2 separate regions of the Sus scrofa genome follow, and region 1 is linked to region 2. Evidence: chromatin contacts called from public HiChIP or PLAC-seq data. All regions are on one chromosome and are shown on one strand. The core of a region is the stretch at or near the end of the contact, and the rest is flanking DNA. Distances in the headings are between cores, read along the strand shown. Region 1 holds the start of TNS1 (tensin-1). Region 2 overlaps TNS1 (tensin-1).

Region 1 (6,232 bases), core at 2,474-4,973, 72 kb after region 2:
CCTGTGGGATACCTACAGTTTGATCTGAGAAACTCCTACACATCCCTCAAAACCCAGTCTATATATGAATTCCCTATTAAAGCCTGACAGGAAAAATCTCAGCTGCGTCAGAGACAGCCTTTCACACACACCTCTGGGTCAGCTTTGCCACCAGGCTCTGGGATTGTCTAATGGCATGTCTGTCTTCTAGGTCAGGGGCTGGGTCTCAGCAACAGTTCCGGGCACAGCCTATAGCCCAGAGGGGCTTCATAGATGTGTGCATGTGTGCATGCAGGGTGGGCTGGCAGCCTGCACTGGCAGAGTTATCCAGACTCTACAGACACCAACAGGGAATTCTTCAGGCCCTCCCATGGTCTGGGCCTCAGTGGACATACTCGGTCCAACCCTTGATCTATAGATGAGGAAACTGAGGCCCAAGCAGTGAAGTAATTTATCGGAGGTCACCTGGCCTGTGAGTAGCAGGGCTGGAAACACAGGCCTGGCCCCCAGGCCTCTTCTCTGCCCACTGTCTCATCCATCTGTCTCCCCACAGGGAGCCTTAGTCCTGACACTCATGCTCATTTCACAGCCACCCACAGAAGCTCGGTGCTCCTCAGAATCAGCCCCTGAGAGAGAGGACAGCTTTATCGTTAACCCCGCGGTACACAGGAGTTAGCGCAGTAGAAGACTGGCCATGGTTCCACGGCCACCTCTTTGCCTGTGCATCTGTCATGCTTAAGCCCGCGTGTCCACCCACCTTAGCTTTTTGTCTGCTTCATTCTCCCTTGAGTCTCCCAGAACCGGGACTAGATCCCAGGGACCTTGACTCCCTCCCCACCCCATCTCCCACCCCACCCCTTCAGCCATCGTCCATTAAACAGTGAAATGCAGGGGGGTGGGGGCTGGGGAGCAGGGCAGCCAATGGGAACCAGACAAATGCCCCAGTCTCTCTAGATCTGGGAAGGTGTCCTCACTGCCCTTGCCTGCAGCGAAAGTTCCCTCAACTTTGCAAGCCTCATGGAGGCAGTGAATGCAAGGCCTTGACCTTCGACCCAGAACCCCGAGCCACGAATCCAGAGGGTCACCATGCTGCAGCCCAAGATTGGAAGACTGGAAGAGGACCCAGAGAACACGGCAAACCCTTTGGGTTGGGCTTGGCCAATGTGCCTCCTCAGCCAGCGAACAATCTGCACAACCATATCTGGTGGCCCTGGATGGATGGAGGATGGATGGATAGATGGGTGGATGGAGGGAGGGAGGCAGAGAGTCTGTTCATCTCAAGCCATCACAACCTCCTGGTTCCAGAGCACAGAGAGCTGTCCCTCTCCTGCATCTCCTGCCAATAAGCCCAGTGACCTCAACCCTGCCCCCAGGCCTGGTGGCCCCACACCTCTTGCTGGGGGTATCCTTGCGGCCTGTCAAAATGGGAACTTTCCATCTTCCCTTGCAGGGCTGGGGGCCCCTGTCCTTCCATGGCCCAGACCTGACAGCTGATGGTGTTTTGGAGAGTGGTCCTGGCCTTCTTCCCTCTTCCCACTAACTCACCTGGAGCTGCCAAACCAGCCTGGCTGCCCACTGGCCATCCGGCCTCCACTCTGGTTCACACCAGCAGGGCCAGGCTCTGAACCAGGTGAGACCAGAGCCATCTCTGCTCACTTTGGGAGCCTTCTATTCATATAGAGTCAAATCTCTTCCTCAACCTGGGTCCTCAAGCCAGATCATCTGGGGAACCCAGGACCATAGGCTGTCACAAAATGTGTGGCCAGAGATGTCCAAGGTTACCCAGTGAGTGTGCTATGATTTTTTCTACCCTCAGCCCTGTGCTGCCTCCTGACGGAGAAGCACTGGGGGGTCACTGGGCTGAGGGAAGGAACTGCGGGAGGGGTCAGGTTCAAGGGATAGGGTGGGATGGAGGCAGTGAGGCAAGCAAAATGCAAAACCCCGCCCCAGGCAGTGCCTCCCTGGCTTCTCCGTAAACCACCACCCATCCCAGCCAGACCTCTTGGGAGGAGGGTGTCACCATGTGGCTACTTTTGGTATTGCAAAAAGTTCATGTTTTTTTTTTTCCTCTAAACTCCGTGTCAGAGCCCTGCAGTTAAGGACCACAAACTTCTGCCCTCAGCCCACAGCAGGCCTTGCCTGGAATGTCCCCCACAAATACACACCCACACACTCACACACTTCCATCCACCCATTCCAACCTCCAATACCAGCTGAAACTCCCCATCTAAGAAGCCCTCCCTCCCCCAGAGAACACGCATTGGAAACCCCACCCCCCACCCAGCCGGCTGTGTGCCTTGGCAAGAGACTTAACTAGTCTGAGCCTCAGTTTCCTCATCCGTAAAACAAGGATGACATCAGCGCCCCCCAGATGCTGAGAGCACTGCATGAGAGTGAGTGTGAGGGCTTTAATACGAAGTGCTTTAATCATCGATCCCTGGGCTCTGATGCCCATTTTCCCTGCCCCGCCAGGACCTGTGCTCAGAGGGAAGGAAGAGAAGAGAATCCAGGTGGGAGAAGCACGTGAGCAAAGCTCCAGGCAAGAGTGGGCCCTTTGGCATGTTTGGTATACTTGGCATATTGGGAAGTACGAAAGGTTTCACCATGGGCTTGGGGCCAGGGGGATGGGTCCAAGAGGCGGCAAGAGGTGGATCCACGCGCCTGTGCAGCCACAGGAAGGAGTCTGTGCTTTGTCTTGAGTGTGTGTTGGGAGGGATCCAAGGCTCTACCCAGGGAACTGACACCAAGGCCCCCCAGAAGCTGATATGGAGATAGACCGAGAGGGCGGGTCAGGATGCGAGAGGCAGTACAGGTGAGAGATGTACAGGTAAGACAGGTACAGGTGAGGCATGTACAGGTGAGAGATGCATTGGCTGCAGAGAAGCTGTAGGGGTGGGGAGGGAGCTGGCAATAACAGGAGGAGGGGTGAGAGAGAGGGGGAGGCATCTGGCTGGTGGGGCAACTGATTGGGTGGTGGGGTCGGTCCCTGAGACTGGGCACAGAGGCCTCCTGCTGATTTCACTGTATGACCTGGGCCAAGATACCAACTCCTCCGGCCACAGGGACAGCCAAGCCCAGGCCATTCCAGGAGCACATGAGAAGCGTGATTGCAAAAGCCTGGCAGCCAGCAGGCCCTCCCCTGGGGCTGAATGGGGGCCCCTTAAACACCCCCTAAGCTGCCACAAGGGGAGGACTGTGGCTTGGCATCTTTGAAGTACTCCCAGTGCCAGGCACATGCCACCCACACACCTCCCACATGCCCTCCACGTACCAACCACACACCATCCACAGGCCAACCACAGCCCCTCACACACAAGCCACACTAACCACACACCTTCCACCTGCTGCCACATACCATCCACACGCCTGCCCCATGCCATTCACATGCCATCTGTGTACTATCTCCGTGCTCTCTTCATGTCATCTACACATAAGCTACAAGCCATTTCCAAGCCACCCATCACCTGCCACGTGCTATCCATTCATACCCACACGCTCAGCATCCCCTCCCAGATGAGCACCAGGCACCAAGTAGGACCCCGGGGACAGTCCAACCTGGGGCCCAGACCATCTCAAGACCGTGAAGACGCACCCCCTCCCCCATCCCCCGGGGCCCAAGCACCTACTCACCTTTGCAGGTGCAGCCCTCCCGGGTGATGACCTGTCGACAGATCCCACAGGGTTTCACCTTCTTGAAGGTCTTCACTTTGAAGTGGTGAGTCTTGGGGGCCTCCAGATCCTCTGGCTGTGGGAGGAGAGCACAGTAGTCAGGCCAGGGCAGAGGGCCGGGCTCCCGGGGAAAGGACCAGGGGGCCAAGGGAGATACGGGCAAGCACTGCGGGAAAGGAGAAGCCAGAGCCCCTTCCGCTGTGAAAGGCCCTGAGCCCACTTCTGGGAGAGGTGACCAGGGAAATGACCACGGCGGGTCAGACAACAACGGGAACCCAACATCTCGGACCGCAGGCCCTTCTGGGGTGTCTTTTTTATATTTATTTATTTTCTTTTTAGGGCTGCACCCTTGGCACATGGAAGTTCCCAGGCTAGGGCTCCAATCAGAGCTACAGCTGCCAGCCTACACTGCAGCCACAGCATCATTAGATCTGAGCCACAGCTCATGGCAACACCAGATCCTTAACCCACTGAGTGAGGCCAGGGATTGAACCTGCATCCTCACATATACTAGTTAGGTTCTTAACCACTGAGCCACAATGGGAACTCCCTAGATATGCTTTTTAAAACCGCCCCCACACACATGGGATGAGAGGCCAGCTGCAGTGCAGGCCTTCCCTGCATCTGGCTTGCCTCAAGTTCTCCATCAGCTGCCACCCACTGCTACCACAGGCTTCAGCTTCGCCCCCACAGACAGTGCAAGGTTGGGCCCCACATCCGTTGCAACCACACTTGGGAACACACCCTAAAGCCACAAAGTCCTGCAGCCATGCTGCTTAGGATCACTCTCCTCCCCCCCCCCCGACAGCCCCCAGCCCAGGCGCAAAAGCTCTTCCTGTTGCCTCTCCAGGAAGTCACTTATGTGGTGGGGGGCAGGGGGACGCACAGGTACCATTTCTCCCCAAGGCACCAACCTCCCCCTGGAGTCTAACCTGATTCAACAACAGGGGCCAGCAGAACACAGACATTGGCGCTTCCCTCCAGCCCCCCACCCCCCAAGGTACAGAGGTTTCTGATGCCCTCTGTGCATAGACGGACCTGTCCCGACACAATGCAGACCCCGCCGTTCTAGGCAGAGGGGTCTCCTGCAAGTCCTCCCACCTTGCACCCTGCTCCCAGTCTCCCAGCTCTACATGTTCAGAAGATGGGAGGCAGCGTCCCACAAACCCAGCATGTCCAGGTTTCCCAGCTAAAGACCCCATAGTGGTGAGTCCTGGGCAAGAGAGACTGAGCCAAGAGAGACACAAGGAGAAAAACAGGCAGAAGGAAAGAGACAGAAAGCCAGCAAGACAGAGAGGCAAAGAGATAGGCAGAAAGACGGTGTCAGAGACAGAGAGACAAGAGTGAGAAAGACAAAATGTAACAGAGAAAAGCAGTGGCCAGACAAAGAGGACAAAAGAAGATAAAGGCAGAGACAAAGACAGAGACGACCAAGCACAAGAGAGGATGAGAGAGATTAGATAGAAACGCACAGAGACTATAAAGGGAACCAGAAAATCAAAGGGGGACAGACAGACAAAAGGACACAGGAGCCAGCTGGAAGGGGCCCCTCAGGTCTGGGAAGATCTGAGCATCAAAATACCTAATGACAGTAATGGCTTGAATGAGCCCATACTGATGATTCGAAATAAGTGAATACATTGAAATGTGATGACGATGGGGGTATTTACGAGTCTCGAATCGCCTCCCTACATCATGCTTATAAATCACAAAGGGGGAAAAAGTCACTTTTCCTGGCAGATTCAGCTTAATCAAATGATCAAAGTAACGTCACCAGTAATGGGAGGAATGGAGATCCCGCGCTATGGGTGGAGGAGGGGGGCGGACTGAGAATGGGGCATCGCTTTTGCGATTCTCCTGCCAAAGAGACACAAGCTGAATCTAATCATGAGGAAACATCAGACCAACCCCAGTGGAGGGACAGTCTACCAACTAAATGGCTTTATATAATCTTCCAAAGTGACAAGGTCACAGAAGTCAGGGAAAGGCTGAGGAAATTTCCAGAATGAAGGACACCAAAGAGACATGACAACCACATGCCTCAGCTGATTCTGAACTGGATTCTTTCCATGCCCCTAAAGGACGTCACTGGGACAACTGGCCAAACTTTGGTGGGGTCTGAGGATGAGAAGGTAGTCACGCATCAGTGTCAATTGCCTGACCTGCTGGGTTAGGTAGGAAATGTTCTTGCAGGAAAATAGGAAAGTATTTCGGGGTGGTAGGGCAATGTTCAGCAACTTACTCTCAGAGCTCGGGGGGGGGGGGGAAGTCCTTTGCACTGCATTTGCAACTTTTCTGAAGTTTTGGTTTGTCTCCAAATTCAGAGAGATAAAGCCCAGAGCAGAGAGGGGTGGAGCGAGGAGAGGGGTGCAGGAGCTCAGCAGCGCCCTCTGGTGGCTTGTCCAGGCAGCAGGGCCCAGGTTCCCGGATTCCAGAGATTTCCTTCTTAGAGCAATGCTTCCAGCTTCAGCTGGGGTTGGGATGAGGGTGGGGACCCGGAACTACCCAGTTCTAGACTTGATTCTGTGTCCCCCATCCCACAAGGAGGTCCCCTCCACTCTGGGGACTCACCTCCCCCGTTTCC
Region 2 (7,198 bases), core at 21-2,520:
ACCAGTTCACGGTTGGATGGAGGAATGCAGGGGGCAGCCACCTGTGGGGGGAACAGAGAAAGGCCAAGATTAGTACCTTTCATCCCCAGAGAAAACCGGAGCCTTCTGACATGGCTCCACTCGCCCCCACGCCATGCTAGACACCCCTTCCTTCAGCTCACACTGACACTCTCCGGTGGGAGATTTCGTTGGAAGACTGCAGCGACACAGAAAACTACTTAGACCATAATGCCCAGGGAGTGGGGGGAGCAGCAGAAAGCAAAAATGAAATGATGTCACAGTTTTTAAATTCTGTAAAACACGCAGAAAGACTGGAAGTCAAAGCACCAGGGAAGAAAGACTTTTCCCCCTCTCCGCTCTAGGTTCTAAATTTTCTCTAATATGGTAAAATTTGTCTTTTTTGGGGGAGGAGGGCTTTTTTTTTTTTTTTTTAGGGCAGCACCTGCGGCACATAGAAGTTCCCAGGCTAGGAGTCGAATGAGAGCTGTAGCCACTGTCCTACGCCACAGTCATAGCAGCTCGGGGATCCAAGCCACGTCTGCGACCTGCACCACAAGCTCACAGAAACACCGGATCCTTAACCCACTGATGGAGGCCACATCCTTATGGATACTAGTCAGGCTCATTACCGCTGCACCACAATGGGAACTCCTGTTTTAATTTTTTTTTTAAACCAGGTTTAAGACCTCTAGGAAATGAAAAGTCACCGCCTCCATTCCCCAGAATGCCAAGGTGTCTCACCCAAAGGTCAGAGCTGCAGACAGCTGGCAAAGTTTCCCAGGGCATGCGGGAAACGGGCTGGTGAAGGGCCCACGCCAGCTCTTTAACAGGAAGCCGGCCACTTGGCTAACAGAAGTACAAGGCCCTAAAGGGCACAAGCCCCCTCCATGGGTGAGCTCTTATTTTAGTCATCAGCTTCATCTCCTTCTCCAATGCAGGGAGGAGGGTGGCTACGGCCCTGGGGCCTCAAGACAGAGGGAAAGGGCAGGGAGGGGGCCGGATTGCTCGCTACCCTGAGATAACACTCCCTCCCCAGGGGCCGGGCAGCCAAACCACTACCCTGACAATTAGCAGGGGCCTTTATCAGAGACTCAATGTGTTCCTTCTTTCTAGCTGTGACACGTTTTTCTTGGAGCTCATAACTCAACCTTGGCTCAAATTCCTGACCCGGACACCAGGCAAGGGGCCCAACAGGGCGGGGCGGGAGCTCTCCCCCACCTCAGGCATCGGGGTGTCTGGACATAAGCCGTGGATCACCAAAGAGGGGGAGGCTGCCTCCTCAAACAGTGGGCAACCCAGCGCCCTACCCTAGCACCACCCTAGTGGAGCAGTGACAGTGAGCCTCCAGCCCTGGCTGGAACTGGCTGTTCACAGAGGCCTCACCCTCAGCTGGGCCCTCCTTTCACCTGACCCTGTTGTGTTGTCTGACCAGCCCAAGGATGGCCTGGAGTGACATACCGGCCTAGAAGGGACCACAGCTGCGGGATAGTGTGCCCCGGGCTCTGGGAGGGGTGCAGAGGCTGGGAGTTAGAGTCCCTGGTTTTTTGGGGGGCCGCACTCATGGCATAGGGAGGTTCCCAGGCTAGGGGTCAAACCTGAGCTGTAGTCGCCAGCCTACAACCACAGCTCACGGCCACGCAGAATCCTTAGCCCACTGAGCGAGGCCAGGAATCGAACCCATAACCTTATGGTTGCTAGTTGGATTTGCTTCCACTGTGCCACAACGGGAGCTCCCCATCCCTGGTTCTTGACCCAGTCACACAGCAGACTCGCTGCCCAACTCATTCTCCAGCAAAGAGGCCTGAGTGTCAGCATCCATCACCCCATCCTCACCATTACTTGAAACCAAACAAAAGGAACAATATCGAATGCATGTAACACACTGAATGTGGACTGTCTGGCCAGCATAATTATCGATGCCTTACTCATGTCAACTCATGTAATCCTTTCAACAACCCAACCAGGTAGGTACTGCTTTACCTCTGAAGTGCCCACGGCACAGAGAAGTTGAACCACTTGCCCAAGGTCACACAGCTGATCTCTGGCCAGGGGTGGGACAGAGGAGGCTGGAACAGGCCAGGAGGGCAGGAAGGCCCAGAGGTGGCTACAGCCTGCAGGCACCCTGCTGACCAGACAAGGTCTCAGCCACGGGACCCTGCTGTCCCCCAGGCACCCTCAGGGCAGGAGTTCTGCATCTAGCAGTGGCTTCCTCCCACCTCTACCCCCAAATCCTACTCTGGGCTTGTAGATTTCAACCTCATGGGGCCAGGCCTGCAGTGTCTCCTGTCCCCACCCCCCTTACCACCCAGGGGCCCTCAGCCTGGGGTGGGAGTGGTCAACCCACAGACCAAACAGCACCCTGCTCTGCTCCTTTCCTAGGAACTAGAACTGGGATGGGGCTGGGAACCTAAATGTGGGACCAGAGCAGGGGATGCTGACCGCTACTGCCTGGCCTCCCAGCCACGGGTAATGCCACCCACCGCCACCATCTCCCCCTACAATACACCAGGGTGGCTTTCTAGTCTCCGTTTGGTTCTGGGGTTTGGGGAAGTGAGAGGGGGGTTATGGACACATGTGGGGACAAGGGCAGAATAGACAGGTGTCCTCTGAAACAAGAGGGAGAGCGTCGCCCCCAGCACCTCCCTAAGGCAGTGGGAAAAATGGGGCCCCAGCTGTTTTGACCCCAAGTCCCTCTCCTGTCCCCCCTGAGGCAGAAACACCCCTAAGGACTTAGATCTGGGGGGCAGCTGTGGACCCCCAGTCCGAGGGCTTGATGCCCAGGTACCCCTCGCGGCCTGCTGCCCCCCAGTGGCCTCCTCCACCCACTGCCCACAGCTGTGCATTCCAGGCCAGCCAGCCGCCAGCCCACTTTGTCGTGGGCTTCAGTGTTTCTTGTCTCTCTCTCGCTCTCTCTCTCTCTTTTAAGCAGAGAAATGTTTCCTTAAAAGGCTCTCTCCTTCCCTCCGGCACCCTGGCCCCTGGCCACCCTCTCAGGAGCTGGAATGTGCCAGGGAGAGCCAGGGCCCTCTGCCACTCTGGCCCATGCCCTTTGTGGCCCCATGCTCCTGTCAGTAGTGACCACTCCTACTGCCCCCCTGGGGACCCCAGCTAGGAACCCTACCTCCACATAAGGAGCACTCTAGGGGGTCTGCAGGGGATCTCCGTGTCTCAGTGCCAACCCTGCCAACCATTTCCCCCCCTCCCCAAGGGCTGGCAGTGCAGGATTCCAGGGCTCAGGCCCAGGAAGTCAGCCTCAGGTATGCCTCCTCCCCGGGTCTCCCTCCACGACTCATCAGCACACGGAGGGGCTGGTGGGCCTGGAGCTCAGCCTTTCCACTCTGAAAGATATAACAGCTCTCACAGTAACAGCAGCAGCAAAAACTTCCATCGTACTTGCTACATGCCAGCCACTGGGCTTGGTCCTTGGCGTAAGTTAAGTCCCTTCATTCCCACAACAACCCCGAGCATCTCATTTTGTGGATGAGGAGACCGAGGCACAGAGTAATCAACTGCCCAGCAGAGGAGGCAGGATGCAAACCCAGCAGTCTAGCTCCAGACAGGGACGCGCTCCTGCCCTCTCTGCTGTGCTGACTCTAATTTCTACACATGAATTTCCACGGGGCCAGATAAGACGACAGCAGTAGCAGAAAGCTCATGGGATGTGCCTATATGTCTGTTACAGCCCTAAGCCCTCTCTTTGGACTCATTTGATCTTAATTAAAAAAAAACTATGCATTACGCTGTTATTATCCCCATTTCACAGATGAAGAAACTAAGGCACAGAAGGGGTAACGACTTGCCCAAGGCCACTGCAGCAGAACGGTGTGGCTCTGGGCCCATGAGATAGAGAACCGGGATGTAGCTGGGATGTGAGTGTCCCCAGATCAGACTGGGGCCACTGCCTGGCATGCATCAGCCCCCACCCACCAGTATGTTCTGAACTTCAAAGGTCTCTGAGCACAATGCCAACAACAGGGCACAACCTTGGACTCTCCCCAGGAGAGCAGGGTCTAAAGCACAGACAGCAACCAGCCCAGGCTGGGAGCACCCTGCACGACCTGACCCCTGCCCTCCTCCCCACGGTCATTCTGTGCCCAGCCCCCTTGTCTAGGACCCAAAGCCACACACAAGGGGTGGGCTTCCTCTCTGTTCTTGCTCAGGCCTCGGCAAATGCAGTTCCCTCTGCCCAGGATATTCTTAGCCCAGCTGTCTGTCTAGATGGGATCTTCCCATCCCCCTGGTTTTGGCTTAAATGCCACCACACTAGAGAGAAGGCCTCCCTGACTCCCTTGAGTTACACACACACACACACACACACACACACACACGCAAACACACACACACACACGATAATTCTCTCTCCTGAACTCCTATCTCTTCCTTCACAGACCTAATTACAGTTGGTAATTATAAGATGCATTTCCTTGTATATAATCCATTTCCCCCTCTAGAAATCAAGCGCCACAAGGGCAGGAGCATGGCGTGTTCAGCACACTGGCCCTGCACACAGCAGGTGCACATGAAATGTTTGTGGGAAGATAAGACTCCAGGCCTGAGGAAAGGAAGCACTTGTCACCCCAGTGGTAAAAACCACTGCCACTTGTCAAGCACCTATTACAAGCAGGAGTCATCCTAACACATGCCTGTCTCTTGAGACCCTCCAATTCTGCCGAGTCAGTAATAGTGTTCCCATTTTACAGATGAAGAAATGGAGGCTCAAAGAGGTTATAACACTTACTGAGGTCAATCAGCTGGGAAAGGCAGAGCACCCGCCTCCCACTGCCTCATCACTTCACCACCTGACAAGTGGCCAGACCTGGTCCCCATCCTCATGTCTCAGGATTGGTTACGTGCAGTCACAGACGCCTAAACTTGCCAGCCCTCCAGAGCGGCTCTCACACCCACGCCCCCTGGACCCTGACGCTGGAGGACGGCCCTATACTCAGCCAAAAGCAGAATCACTTGAGTCCCTGAATCCAGCATATCATATGATCTTCAGCAGAAAAGGGTTTTTTCCCTATATCTTGCTAGACCCTCTTGTTATTATTATGGTAAAATGCATGTAACATAAAACTGACCATTTAACCATTCTGAAGTGTAACTCAGTGGCGTTAAATACATTACCAAGGCTGTATAATCATCTCCACCATCCATTTCCAGAATATTTTCATGATGCCAAACAGAAACCCCATGCTCTCTCCCCTGGGCCCTGGTAACCTCTAATCTACTTTCTGTCTCTATGAATTTGCCTATTTTGTTACCTTGCACAAGAAGAATCACAACATTTTTGCCTTTTTGTGCCTAGCTTATTTCTCTTAGTGTTATGGGCTGAACTACATCCCCCAAAATCCCCATGTTGAAGCCCTACCCCCAGGACCTCAAGAAATGACTGTGTTCAGAGACATGGCCTTTAAAAAGGTGATTAAGTCGAGGCCATTAAGGTGGGCCCTAAGCTAGTATGACTGGTCCTTACAAGAAGCAATCAGGACCCGCAGAGAGTCACTAGGTGTCTAAAGGGAGGGCCATGTGAGCACACAGCAAGAAGGTGGCCGTCTACAAGCCAAGGAGAGAGACCTCAGAGGAAACCCAACCTGCCAGCACCGTGATCTTGGACTTCCAGCCACCGGAAGTGTATGATTCTGTTGTTTAAATCGCCGAGTGTGTGCTATTTATTATGGCAGACCCAGCAAATTAACATTAACATCCTTAATATAATGTTTTCAGGACTCACCCCTGTTGTAGCATGTATCAGAGGTGCACTCCTTTTTAAGGCTGAGTACTATTCCACCATGTGAATATACCACGTTGTGTTATCCATTCATCCATCAAGAGACACCTGAGTTGTTTCCAGAGAAGTTCTTGCTGACATCCCTGCCCAAAAAACTCCAGGAACCCCCCTTTAATGACACCAGAAAGTACACAGGAGGGAAGGACACAGGGGTTTGCAGAACACCCACTGTGCACCACTGCGCTGGGTGCTTTATATGCATTATTTTATTTACTCTTCTGTTTTTGTTTTTGTTTTTGTTTTTCTTTCTAGGGCTGCACCTGTGGCATATGCAAGTTCTCAGGCTAGGAGTTAAATCAGAGCTACAGCCACCGGCCTGCACCACAGCCACAGCAACACCAGATCTGAGGTGCATCTGCGACCTACACCACAGCTCACGGTAACGCCAGATCCCTAACCCACTGAGCAAGGCCAGGGATTGGACTGCAACCTCATGGATACTAGTCAGGTTCTCAACCCCCTGAGCCACAATGGGAACTCCTTCTTTAACCTTCTTGACAAGTTTTTGAGGTAAATAGGCTCAGAGAGTTTAACCGACTTGCCCAAAGTCAAACTTCTTGCTAAAAGTAATAGTACTGGCAGAAGCAGAAGTGGTAGCTGCTAAAATTTTCTGCATGCTCACTGTGTGCCAGGCACGGTTCTTAGCCCTTGTGTAGAACATCCCTTCTCGCCTCAAACCCCCCTCAAGGTAGGTTATTAGCATCCTTATCTTACAGAATCTCAGGCAGCCCCCTCAACAATCCTGTGAGATACGAGACGGCACATCTACCAAGTGACAGTGCTGGGACTGCCGCCGGGGTCAGCCTGCCTCCAATACCCGCCTTTCCCAGCTGGCCACACTGTCCCTGCAGGCGGACGAGGCCCTCATTGTAGCAGAGGCACTGGGGCCGTGAGAGCCCAGACAGAGCTCGGGGGTCCTGGGCAGGCTCCACGGAGGAGGGGGCACCCACACCAGACATCAAGAACGCATTGCATTTGTTTGTCTACCGTGTATCTCATCTGCTCCCTCGTAAGCCCACAATGGCAGGGAGCAGGTGGCTCATTTTCATTGAGAAGCTCTAGGGCTTTGTTCAGAGCCTAGAGCTCACTGGGTCCGTGGAGAAGTCTCGAAGGTGGACACGGGGAACGGGCACTTCAGGTGGAAATAACCACACGAACAAGGCATGGAGGTGGGAAAGCTTCTCAGGTCCAGAGAAGCCCCTTTGATGGAGTTCCCGTTGTGGCTCAGTGGTTAACGAATCTGACTAGGAACGATGGGGTTTCGAGTTCGATCCCTGGCCTCGCTCAGTGGGTTAAGGATCCAGCATTGCCATGAGCTGCGGTGTAGGTCACAGCCACGGCTCAGGTCCCACGTTACTGTGGCTGTGGCATAGGCTGGAAGCAACAGCTCTGATGAGACCCCCAGCCTGG

The links. HiChIP or PLAC-seq counts read pairs in DNA pulled down with a chosen protein or histone mark.
Region 1: a contact with region 2 is called in an H3K27ac HiChIP or PLAC-seq map of skeletal muscle. The contact joins the promoter of TNS1 here to the enhancer-like site in region 2. A contact is called at or near these places in 1 of 5 promoter capture datasets (fetal liver), 5 of 47 Hi-C or Micro-C datasets (adipocytes, alveolar macrophages, embryonic fibroblasts and 1 more) and 1 of 2 datasets of contacts at active chromatin or transcription factors (skeletal muscle).

Annotation. Positions count from the first base shown.
Region 1 is chr15:120,140,074-120,146,305 of Sscrofa11.1, forward strand. TNS1 (tensin-1) reads right to left here and starts at 3,724. Exons shown (of 36, transcript XM_021075207.1): 1 at 3,610-3,724.
Region 2 is chr15:120,070,726-120,077,923 of Sscrofa11.1, forward strand. It overlaps TNS1 (tensin-1), which reads right to left. Exons shown (of 36, transcript XM_021075207.1): 3 at 1-41. Among named protein-coding and RNA genes, the nearest start is that of TNS1, 69 kb to the right of the region's middle. Within about 2 kb of position 1,271, at least 31 of the 83 cell types and tissues checked have an H3K27ac peak or open chromatin away from gene starts, as enhancers often do. A contact at or near this core is called in fetal liver, liver and skeletal muscle, where this site is marked.